Regions from separate parts of the Ovis aries genome. Here region 1 is linked to region 2. Evidence: chromatin contacts called from public Hi-C data. All regions are on one chromosome and are shown on one strand. Each heading gives the region's core, a stretch centred on a gene start, on an enhancer-like site or on the middle of the called end of the contact. The rest is flanking DNA. Distances are from core to core; before and after follow the strand shown. Region 1 overlaps SH3PXD2B (SH3 and PX domains 2B). Region 2 holds the start of UBTD2 (ubiquitin domain containing 2).

Region 1 (4,953 bases), core at 993-3,492, 76 kb before region 2:
TTGGCAGCTTGGTGAGGGGAGTTGGCGCAGAAGTGAGTAGATCAGTCCATTGACCAGAGTCCTGACAATTGTATGTGGTACCACTGGGCACCATCAGTTGTTAAAAGCAGGTGGCAACTGCTGAACGTTCTGGACAGAGTAACCTGACTTACCGGACCCTGGCTTGACCAGAGCCTCCGTCCCTACCTACAGACAAGAAGGAGTAGTCTTTGGCTGCTTGTGAGGTGGACAGGTGCCTGCCAATGGACTCCGCACGGTGTGTTCTCAGGAAGAGGCCCGAGCTGTGTAGAGCGGGAAGGGTTTCTAGATGTCTCCTTTCATCCTTTGTTCATTCACACCACAATGTTCACTGAGCCTCCGTGCTGCGTGAGTAAGACCAACATGGTCATTCGTCCATTGTCTATTAAGCACCTACTGTGTGCCTGGCAGTGTTCCAGGCCCCCAGGAATGCAAAGGCCAGCATCACGTGGGCAATAACCTCACAGTCTGGTAGAAAAGACAGATGTGTAAGCAAAATAAAACAGTGTAAATGCTGTGTGAGAAGGCATTTGAGTGTCTCCCTGAGGTCAGAAGTCATTTAAAGCTGTTTTAAAACATTCGTTCTTCTGTTAAGATATTTATTAAGCCTTTGCGGATGCCATTCATGTTCTGGGGTCAAGGGTTGGTAGACATTTTTTCTCTAAATGGCCAGATAGTAAATATTTTAGGCGTTGCAAGCTGCATACAGACTCTTAATGTTTTTGTTTCCTCTTCTTCTTATTCTCCCTCTTATTCTTTACAAGGGTTTAAAACTATTAAAGTACATTCTTTGCTCCCTTTGCACAAAAATGGGCCGTGGGCCTGTGAGCCTTTAGGGAGTGTGAGTATAGCAGTTAACAAGAAACTGAGTCGCCGCCCTGACGGGAGCTTATGTTCTAGAGCAGAAAAACAGACAAGGAGACAAGGAAATACATAGAACCCATGACGGTTTTAAAAAAGCATGATGGCATGAAATAAAACGGAGTGAAGTAAGGGTGGTCAGGGGACATCGCTGATGAGATGCCACTTGAGCAGGAGCCTGAAGGAAGGGAGGGAGGAAGCCCTGCAGATATCTAGAGGAAACTTGTCCCTGGCAAGGGAACAGTAAATGCACAGTGCCCTGAGGTGGACATTGCTTTGTGTTATCACACAGTAGCAAGGAGGCCTGAGCATAGTAACTAAAAATAATTGTGCCTTTAAATTTTTAATTGTGTTTCTCAGTTCACGTTCCATAGATAGTCCAGGAGTAATAGTGTATTTGACAATAGGAGTGACCCAGACTCCTGTCTTGCTGCTCTGCCACACGTGGCCAGCATTTTCTGAGGTCATCTCATGGCCCAAGGTGGCTGCTGCAGCACCAGCCATCACGTGCACATTTTAGCCAGCAGTAACAAGTAAAGGGTGAAACAGAGTAAGCACCTCCTGTAATGATCCTTACCAAGCAGTTACATAAAACACTTCTACTTACATCCTACCGGGCTGACAGTTGGTCATGTGACCACTCCCAGTGTGAAGGAGTCTCATTCCAAGTAGCCCTGTGCCAAGCTAAAACTCAGCCAAGTCTGTTTACTGCAGAAGAAAGAATGGGGGAGAAGTAGCCATCTGTGCCACCTTAGAGAGAGTGGAGAAGTAACTATCAGCACAGACCAGGGAGGGCTTGTAGGCCAGTGGGACTTTTCCTGAGTGAAGTCAAGCCCATTGCCGGGCCTTGAATTTCGAACTGTGATACACTTTTTTTTAAGTGTGATTCTTTTAGCTGCTGTGTCCAGAATAGACTGTAGGGAGGGGTCAAGGCTGGCAACAGGAGGCCAGTTAGGAGGCTAAGAATAGGTGGTTCCTGTTTGAATGCGGAGGAGAAGCGGAGACATCCCAGGCAGAGAAAACAGCTATGCAAAGGCGCCTGCATGCTTTCCAGTTTTACAGGTGAGCCAGGAATGAGGTGGCCAAAAAGTGTCAGCAGAGAGACCAGTGCTGGTCATGGAGGACTTGAGGGCGCAAGGGAGCCACAGCAGGTGCTGAGCAGAGGGTGGCGCTGCTGAGGGAGCCCTCTGCCTGCAGTGTGGAGGACACGGAGGGGCAGGATGGAGAGCAATCACAGGGTGCCCCGCCTCTGAACCCCGGCCCCAAGAAGCCTTTCTCAGACCCCAGTGCAGAGGATGTGGCTTCATGAGGATGTGGGTGAAGCGAGGTGATAGAGTGCTGGCAAGAAGGTCCTCCCACATCAGGCCTGTGGCTCTGGGAGGGTGAGTCCTGATGGCCGCATCTAGAGGCAGCAGAGAACCACCCCCCACACACACATACACACTTGTGCGCAGACACCTCCTGCCCCGTCTAGCCTGCCCAGAAGACCTGGGCTCTCTCTGAGCACTAACCCGAGCAGCAGTCTCCGCGTGCAGCCTGACTCACGTGGGCGCTTCTCTTGTGTCCCTCTAGTTCTCTGTCTCCAGGGGAGACCCAGGGAAGCGTAGTTACATGAGCCCAGCCCCAAAGGGGTTAAAACAGACGAGTAGCCGCATTCCTGGGGCTGCAAACACCGGGGCAGGCTGGATTCTGGGGTAAACGCGGTAGACCCATGGTTTCTATCTGTTGCATTCACTAGGCAATGTGTCTCCTGCTCATGATGACCTGAGCCAAGAGCCTCCAGCAAGCCAGCGTCTGCCTTACTCCTTCACAGGAGAGTACCTCCTAGGAGCACAGTGCTGGGGAGTTAAGGAGCCGGTCAGGAGGTCACTGTGCGGAAGGGAAGCAGGGGGTGCCAGGCACCAGCCTGCTCTGCGGCCACTGAAAGGTGTTAGCGCTCAAGTGGCCGGGCTGGTTTGGGCCGTCTGTCTTGCTTGAGGCTGGGAGGAAGTCAGCTCTGCAGACTGACCTAGGTGAGAGGCAACAGAGGAGGAAAGGGCTGGCAGCAGTGCAGACCACCCTGAAGCTGCAAAGAAATAAGACTTGGGGGCAGTCGGGGGGAACCCACAGGGGAGGAGAGCAAGACCTCAGACACCCTTCCTTCCTACCGTCTTTTCTTGCCTCACCTGCTGCCGCCACACGGACCTGCTTCAGATTTGGCCTTGTCACCAGCTAGCTGCGGGATCTGAGGCAAGTCAGGTGATAGCTGAGCCTCTGTCTCCTTGTCCATGAAAGGAGAGTGGTAATACCCACCTTCCAGGGCGGTTGTGTCAAGGTGATTTATGAACAGTGTAGCCTGTGGTAGGCATTCACATGGGGCCACTTCCCTCCCAATCTTCTGAACCTTCATTCCATATCTGCCATCTCTGTTTTTCCTCTCTTTTTCTGTTCTCATGCTTTCTCCACCCAGGGTATGTGTAGCAAGGTTACCCTGGGGCCCTGCCATTTTGCTTTGTGACCCTCAGCCTGGGAGGGTGAGTGGCCAGAGCGTGGTCACAGAGCCAAAATGCAGTGTGACCCTTCACCCGGCTACCATGCCCTGCTCTGATTTTCCGCCTCAGAAACGCAGAAAGCGTGGTTCTAACAAAGGGCTCTTGTGTTGCTTCTGGATGCCAGAGGCTGGGGTGCAGTGGCCTGCTGGTAAATACTTCACAACCAGCCCTCTGATGGAAAGCCCCACTTTGTAGCATTTGCCAATTTCCATGGTGTAAATACTCCCTCTACGGCCAGTTTCAGTAAGGCACCACCCAGCAGAGTTGGGAAGAGATGTACAAACTCAGCTCCATATGGGTGTATTTGGACACAGAATATAAACGGCTATTTTAGCAGTTTATGGAAACAATATAAGGGGAAATACTTCAAATCAGGACTTTCAGAAAACCAGGCCTGGTGGCGACAAGAGCCAGCCTGCCCTCCCACCACATTCAGCTTGCTGCTCTGAAAGTGCTGCCCCCTCTGTTGGAGTGTCTGATGTCCCTTTACATTGCCCATATCCTGTGATAGCTTTTCATTGATTTATCGGATATGTCTTAGTACTTAAGCAGGGCTGCACAGCACTGCATCCTGTGGGAACAGACTCCTCCAGGTCGCCTCTCCCCCACTGCCCCTGCCCTCGTTCAAAGCCACCATCCTGTCTTGTCTGCAAATCTACAGCCTCCATCTGGTCTGCTGCTTTTTTGCTTGCTAGGCTCCAATCCAGTCTCCATGTGGCAGCCAGAATTGTCTTTGGAAAGATGTAAATCTTGTCATTCCCTTCTTAAAGCCCTTCAATGGCTTTCTCCTTTAGGGTTTAAAAAAAATCCAGACTCCTTGCCTTGGTCCAGCAGACCCTCCCTGCTCTGGCCCGTGCCTGCCAAAGTGATCTCAGACAGGACTGCCCTCTCCTTGCTCCTGGACTTCAGCCACCCCATTCCAGTTCCTAGAAGGCTCCCGGCCTGTCCTGTCCGACAGTCTGCCTGCGTTGCTCTGTCCCCATTTCTTTCTGCCTTCTTGTCTCGGAGGTCTTTGCATTATGTCACCTCCCAGAGGGGTCCGCTGACCGCTCCACTTAATGCAGCCTCCTTTTCCTGCTCAGTCTTTGTCCGCCATCTTGGTTGCTTCCAGCAATGCATCAATCAAAAACTTGTTGTTTTCCAGTTGCTAAGTCATGTCCAACTCTTTGTGGCCCCATGAACTGCAGCACGCCAGGCTTCCCTGTCCTTCGCTGTCTCCTGGAGTTTGCTCAAATTCATGTCCATTGAGTTGGTGATGCTGTGTAACCATCTCATCCTCTGCTACCTCCTTCTCCTTTTGCCTTCAATCTTTCCTAGCATTAGAGTCTTTTCCAATGAGTTGGCTCTCTGCATCAAGTGGACAAGTATCAGCTTCACTATCAGCCCTTTCAATGAATGTTCAGGGTCGATTTCCTCTTGGATGGATGGATGGCAACAGATGGATGTTTGGCTGGATGGATGATGAGTGGATGCTTCGTTGAGCGGGTGTGATGGATAAATAATGGCAGATCGATAGACGGATAAATAGATGTGAATGAAGGAA
Region 2 (4,717 bases), core at 1,475-3,974:
ATCTAGGTTGGTCATCACTTTCCTTCCAAGGAGTAACAGTCTTTTAACTTCATGGCTGCAGTCACCATCTGCAGTGATTTTGGATCCCAGAAAAATAAAGTCAGCCACTGTTTCCACTGTTTCTCCATCTATTTGCCATGAAGTGATGGGACCAGATGCCATGATCTTCATTTTCTGAATGTTGAGCTTTAAGCCAACTTTTTCACTCTCCTCTTTCACTTTCATCAAGAGGCTTTTTAGTTCTTCTTTACTTTCTGCCATAAGGGTGGTATCATCTGCATATCTGAGGTTCTTGATATTTCTCCTGGCAATCTTGATTCCAGCTTGTGCTTCTTCCAGCCCAGCGTTTGTCATGATGTACTCTGCATGAAAGTTAAACAAGCAGGGTGACAATATACAGCCTTGACATACTCCTTTTCCTATTTGGAACCAGTCTGTTGTTCCATGTCCAGTTCTAACTGTTGCTTCCTGACCTGCATATAGGTTTCTCGAGAGGCAGGTCAGGTGGTCTGGTATTCCCATCTCTTTCAGAATTTTCCACAGTTTATTGTAATCCACACAGTCAAAGGCTTTGGCATAGTCAATAAAGCAGAAATAGATGTTTTCTGGAACTCTCTTGCTTTTTCGATGATCCAGCCCTTAGCAGCCCTATTACTATCTCCTGGGAATCTGTGTCTCTGTTTTAAGATAAAAGCAAGGTGGAGAACATCCACAGCTAAGGATTTCTCAATGGCATTGCTCTCTCCTCTCAGCTGCCAAATTCTCAGTGCTCCTCGGGCTTCCTTGATAGCTCAGTTGGTAAAAATCTCCTGCAATGCAGGAGACCCCAGTTCGCTTCCTGGGGTGGGAAGATCCCCTGGAGAAGGGATAGCCTACCCACTCCAGTATTCTTGGGCTTCCTTTGCAGCTCAGCTGGTAAAGAATCTGCCTGCAATGTGGGAGACCTGGCTTCAATCCCTGGGTTGGGAAGATCCCCTGGAGGAGGGAAAGGCTACCCACTCCAGTATTCTGACCTGGAGAATTCCATGGACTCTGTGGTGCATGGGGCTGCAGAGTCCGACAGGACTTGGTTTCTTGGTTTAGAGCAAAATTTAGGACAAAGCAATCCCTTTGAAGCTATCAGTATGCAGCTTCTTTCCTTCCGGGAAGTGATGAAGTGATGTCTGTCTGGCTATGTGAATACTTAGCTGAGGATGATCAGATAGAAGACTTTATGACACAGTACCTGAATATCGGAGCACCCTCTGAAAACTCATAAAGATGTCACTTGTATATAAGCTCTTCGAATGTTCATGAGTACCTAGGACAACACTCATTTGTCAGTCAGTATAAATTTAATATAGCAGACTTCTATTTCTCACAAGGCACTTTGTTTTCATGTAAGTATAGGGTTTTGTCTGTTTATTGGACATTCGTTTTAATCTGATTGTCAAATGAATACAAGGACTGAAATCTTTGCCTCCATTTTGGACTGTTTCTGTGAGCTACATTCCCATCCTGAGTCAAAGGGTATGAACATTTTTAAGTCTCTTGATCTGCAATCCAAATTGCTTTGCAAAAAGACTGAACCAATTTACACTCCCACCAGCAGTGTATGAAAATATATTTAAATGCAAATTCCAAGCTGCATAGAGCCACTTTCCTAGGTATTTTACTTGAAAATTTTTCTTTAATGCTAAGCAAAAGCTGACCCAGGACGTTAAAAAAAGAAATCTGATTATAAAAATGGAGCAGATAGTTAAAACAGCTCTTAGGCAGAAGTAAGCTTTAGAAAGACCCAAGCCAGGTGATAAAAAATTTTAAGGCATCCTGGCGAGAAGCACAATTCTAAAGGGACCATTAACAGTTTGGCTTCAGACTGGGAGAGCAACGGCCAAGAATGTCGGGCGTGGTCAGTGTACCAAATTCTAGTTTAGAAAAAGCGGGGTATTTTACTTATTTATATTTAATTTTGTTCTAAGGACGATTTAGGGCCCTTAAAGGCAGGATCTTGAGAAGTAGCATTGTGTCTGAATAATCCTGTGAGAAGGAAACAAACCCACGCCCCCCTGAACTACGGTCCACGCTTCTCTCTCGCAGCCCCGGATGCCCTGCCTCTGTAATCTCAGTCCAGTTTGCAACCACAAAGACCCGCCTCTACGTCTAGTAATGGGGCACAGAGATTGCAGGGGGGCAGGGGGATGGGGCAGGCAAGAAGCCAGGACTTGGGATAGCAACCCACTGGACTCTACACAAATCCACAAGGTGCACTTCAATCTTCAGCCAGGAGCACCCCTCCGCCGGGTACGTGGGACCCCGCCCGCGAGCCTTCCATCACTACTCCTCCGTGCGCCACCCCCGCCCGCTCCCGACCCGCTTCTACCAGAAGGAGGGGACGCCGGAGGAGGAGTCAGAAACTCGATTTCTCCCCTTTCCACTTTTCCTATTCACTTTTACTCCGTCTGTCCTGCTCTCTCCCCCTCCATCGCTCTCTCTGCTCATTCCCGTCTCTCCCTCTCCCTCCTCCACGCCCGCTTTCTCGGCCTCTTCCCGGGGACGGAACCCCAGCCGCCTCGTTCCCTCGGGTTCGGGGGCCCCCTCCCGCCCGCCTCGCATCCCCTCCGCGCCTCCCCGCCTCCTGCCCCGCCCCTCCGCCCGCGGCCCCGCCCGCAGCCAATCAGCGCGCGGCCTCCCACGGCCCCGCCCCCCGGCCTTTCCGGGAGGGCCCCGCGGAGCCCAGGCCTAGATGCGGAGGGCGGCGCCGCGGGGCGGGGGCCGATGGGGTCTGGCGGCCGCGGGGCGCCGGCGCGGGGCTCGCCTGCACGCGGGAGCGCGGGGCTGTGAAGGCGTGAGGTGGGCGCCGCGGCCCGCCCGGGATGGGCCAGCCCCAGCCTGGCGGGGCCGAGCCGGAGGCGAGGGCGGCGCGCGGGCCAGGCCTGCTGGGCGGGCGGCCCGGGGACTGAGGTAGAAGTGGGCGCGGAGGAAGGGGCCGAGCCAAGGCGGTGGGTGGAGCGGAGAGGGGGGCGGAGGCTGGGCCGCGGCGAGCGAGCGGAGCGGAGCGCTGGTCCGGAGCTCGGCGGCGGCGGCGGCGGCGCCTGAGGAAGCGGAGGCGGCGGCGGGCCCGGACGAGCGCCCGGAGGTGGCGGACGAGGCGCCGGGGGCCCCCATGGGCGGGTGTGTGGGCGCCCAGCACGACTCCTCGGGCAGCCTCAACGAGAACTCGGAGGGCACCGGAGGTAGGTGAGCGCCAGGGGGCAGCCTCGGCCCCCCATTGTTCCCGGCCGGGCCTGGCCACCTGTCCCGGCCCCTGCGGGCCTCGCGGCCGGGGCCCCCGCGCCCCTTTGTCATCCCCTCTTCCACGTCACTCCCCGCGCTCCGCTTCCGGCCGGCCGCCGGGTCGCCCCCTTTTTTCCCTGACTCCCCCACCCCCGTCCCAGAAAAGCACTCCGCGCTCCAGGAAGGTAGCCCACGGCCTCTCGACCCCACCGCCTCGGCTGGGGAAACTCGACCAGAAACTGCCTCTGGCTCCCTCGCTCCCTCTCCAGCCCGTTTAATTATTCAGGAACAGGATGGCGGCGCTGGGGTTGCAGGAAAGCGAACTGATGGGGGGGGGGGGGGGGGGTGGGGGAGGGGAGCCTAATGCATTCCCTCCGACGGGCCCCGCCACATCTCTCCGAACCCGGCCTTGTTCAGCAGAGTTGGCTGGTCTCCGCTTTCCTGAGTTTCAGATGACAGCTGCCCTGGTTGGTTCCAATTTGGCCATTTAAACCTGCAAGTTTCTGGAACTCGGCTGGGGAAGTCTCAAGTGGCCACAGGCATTATTTTAACGAGGGGTGGGGAAATGGTCTGCCGGAGTAAAACGTGGCTTCTTGCTCCAGCCTGGGGTTATTGGGCCAGTGCACTGTCGGGGTGGGCTAGTCAAATTCCTATCCATCTTACGTAAAGGAAAATAATGTAGGATAAAAGTACAAATGCTGTTACCCCAGTAGGATCCGTACTTTAAAAGTTTCTGTGACACGGAACGCACTTGTACTTTATTGTAAATATGTTTGCTGAGGAGAGTTATTTTAATGCAATCAATGTTGTAGTATACGAGAAGAGTAATCCAGTTAATTCTACTTTTAGTTATATGATCTCTTGCTGGGCCCATTCTATACCTTGTGTAGAGGACAGAATGTTTTAGTTAAAGAAGAAACAGCTTTTAGGAATAGCAAAGATGACAGTGTTGGTTTTGTTCCAGCCTTATGTTAGATGTCACAGAAATGTGGGGTGTAAGTTCCTAAACTAAATCGTTTGGGTGGGTGGGTTTACAACTTTTTCTTAACATGCTAGCATTTGGACCAGTTGCTTGCCTGTCATTAAACTCCACATACACCTAACTTTTGACTTGTAAATGTCCTGATTACATGATGTTTAGCCATGCTACTTCATTAAAATGTATGGGCATCCTGTATGACTAAATCCTGGGCAAACTGAGAGCTCAGCAAAGCATCTTGAAAAAAAATTGCCCATGGAAAGCGGTACTTGGTAGTGCATTTCAAGTCATAGCATAATTACTCAGTGGCACGTTAACAATGAGATTTGCAGTAAAAACAAAGCAGGAAGATAAAAGGGGGCATGATTTAAAATAACCTTGGGTTAAGATCAAATTGAGGGTCAAAATCCTGTGGGTGAGGTGATCATTAATGGTACCGAACTATACAAGTAGTATTACTTTTTGCTAAGTATAGATGGTGTG

Evidence for each region. A called contact is a pair of places that touch in the nucleus more often than the background predicts.
Region 1: a Hi-C map of blood shows a contact between it and region 2, with 3 times the contacts expected there. The contact joins the enhancer-like site here to the promoter of UBTD2 in region 2. A contact is called at or near these places in 2 of 16 Hi-C or Micro-C datasets (both in blood).

The regions. Positions count from the first base shown.
Region 1 is chr16:4,297,675-4,302,627 of ARS-UI_Ramb_v3.0, reverse strand. All of the region lies in intron 5 of SH3PXD2B (SH3 and PX domains 2B), which reads left to right. Among named protein-coding and RNA genes, the nearest start is that of UBTD2, 76 kb to the right of the region's middle. Within about 2 kb of position 2,242, at least 6 of the 54 cell types and tissues checked have an H3K27ac peak or open chromatin away from gene starts, as enhancers often do.
Region 2 is chr16:4,222,028-4,226,744 of ARS-UI_Ramb_v3.0, reverse strand. It overlaps UBTD2 (ubiquitin domain containing 2), which reads left to right and starts at 2,724. Exons shown (of 4, transcript XM_060400309.1): 1 at 2,724-3,215. LOC132657935 (a long non-coding RNA gene) reads left to right here and starts at 3,601. Exons shown (of 2, transcript XR_009596742.1): 1 at 3,601-3,722.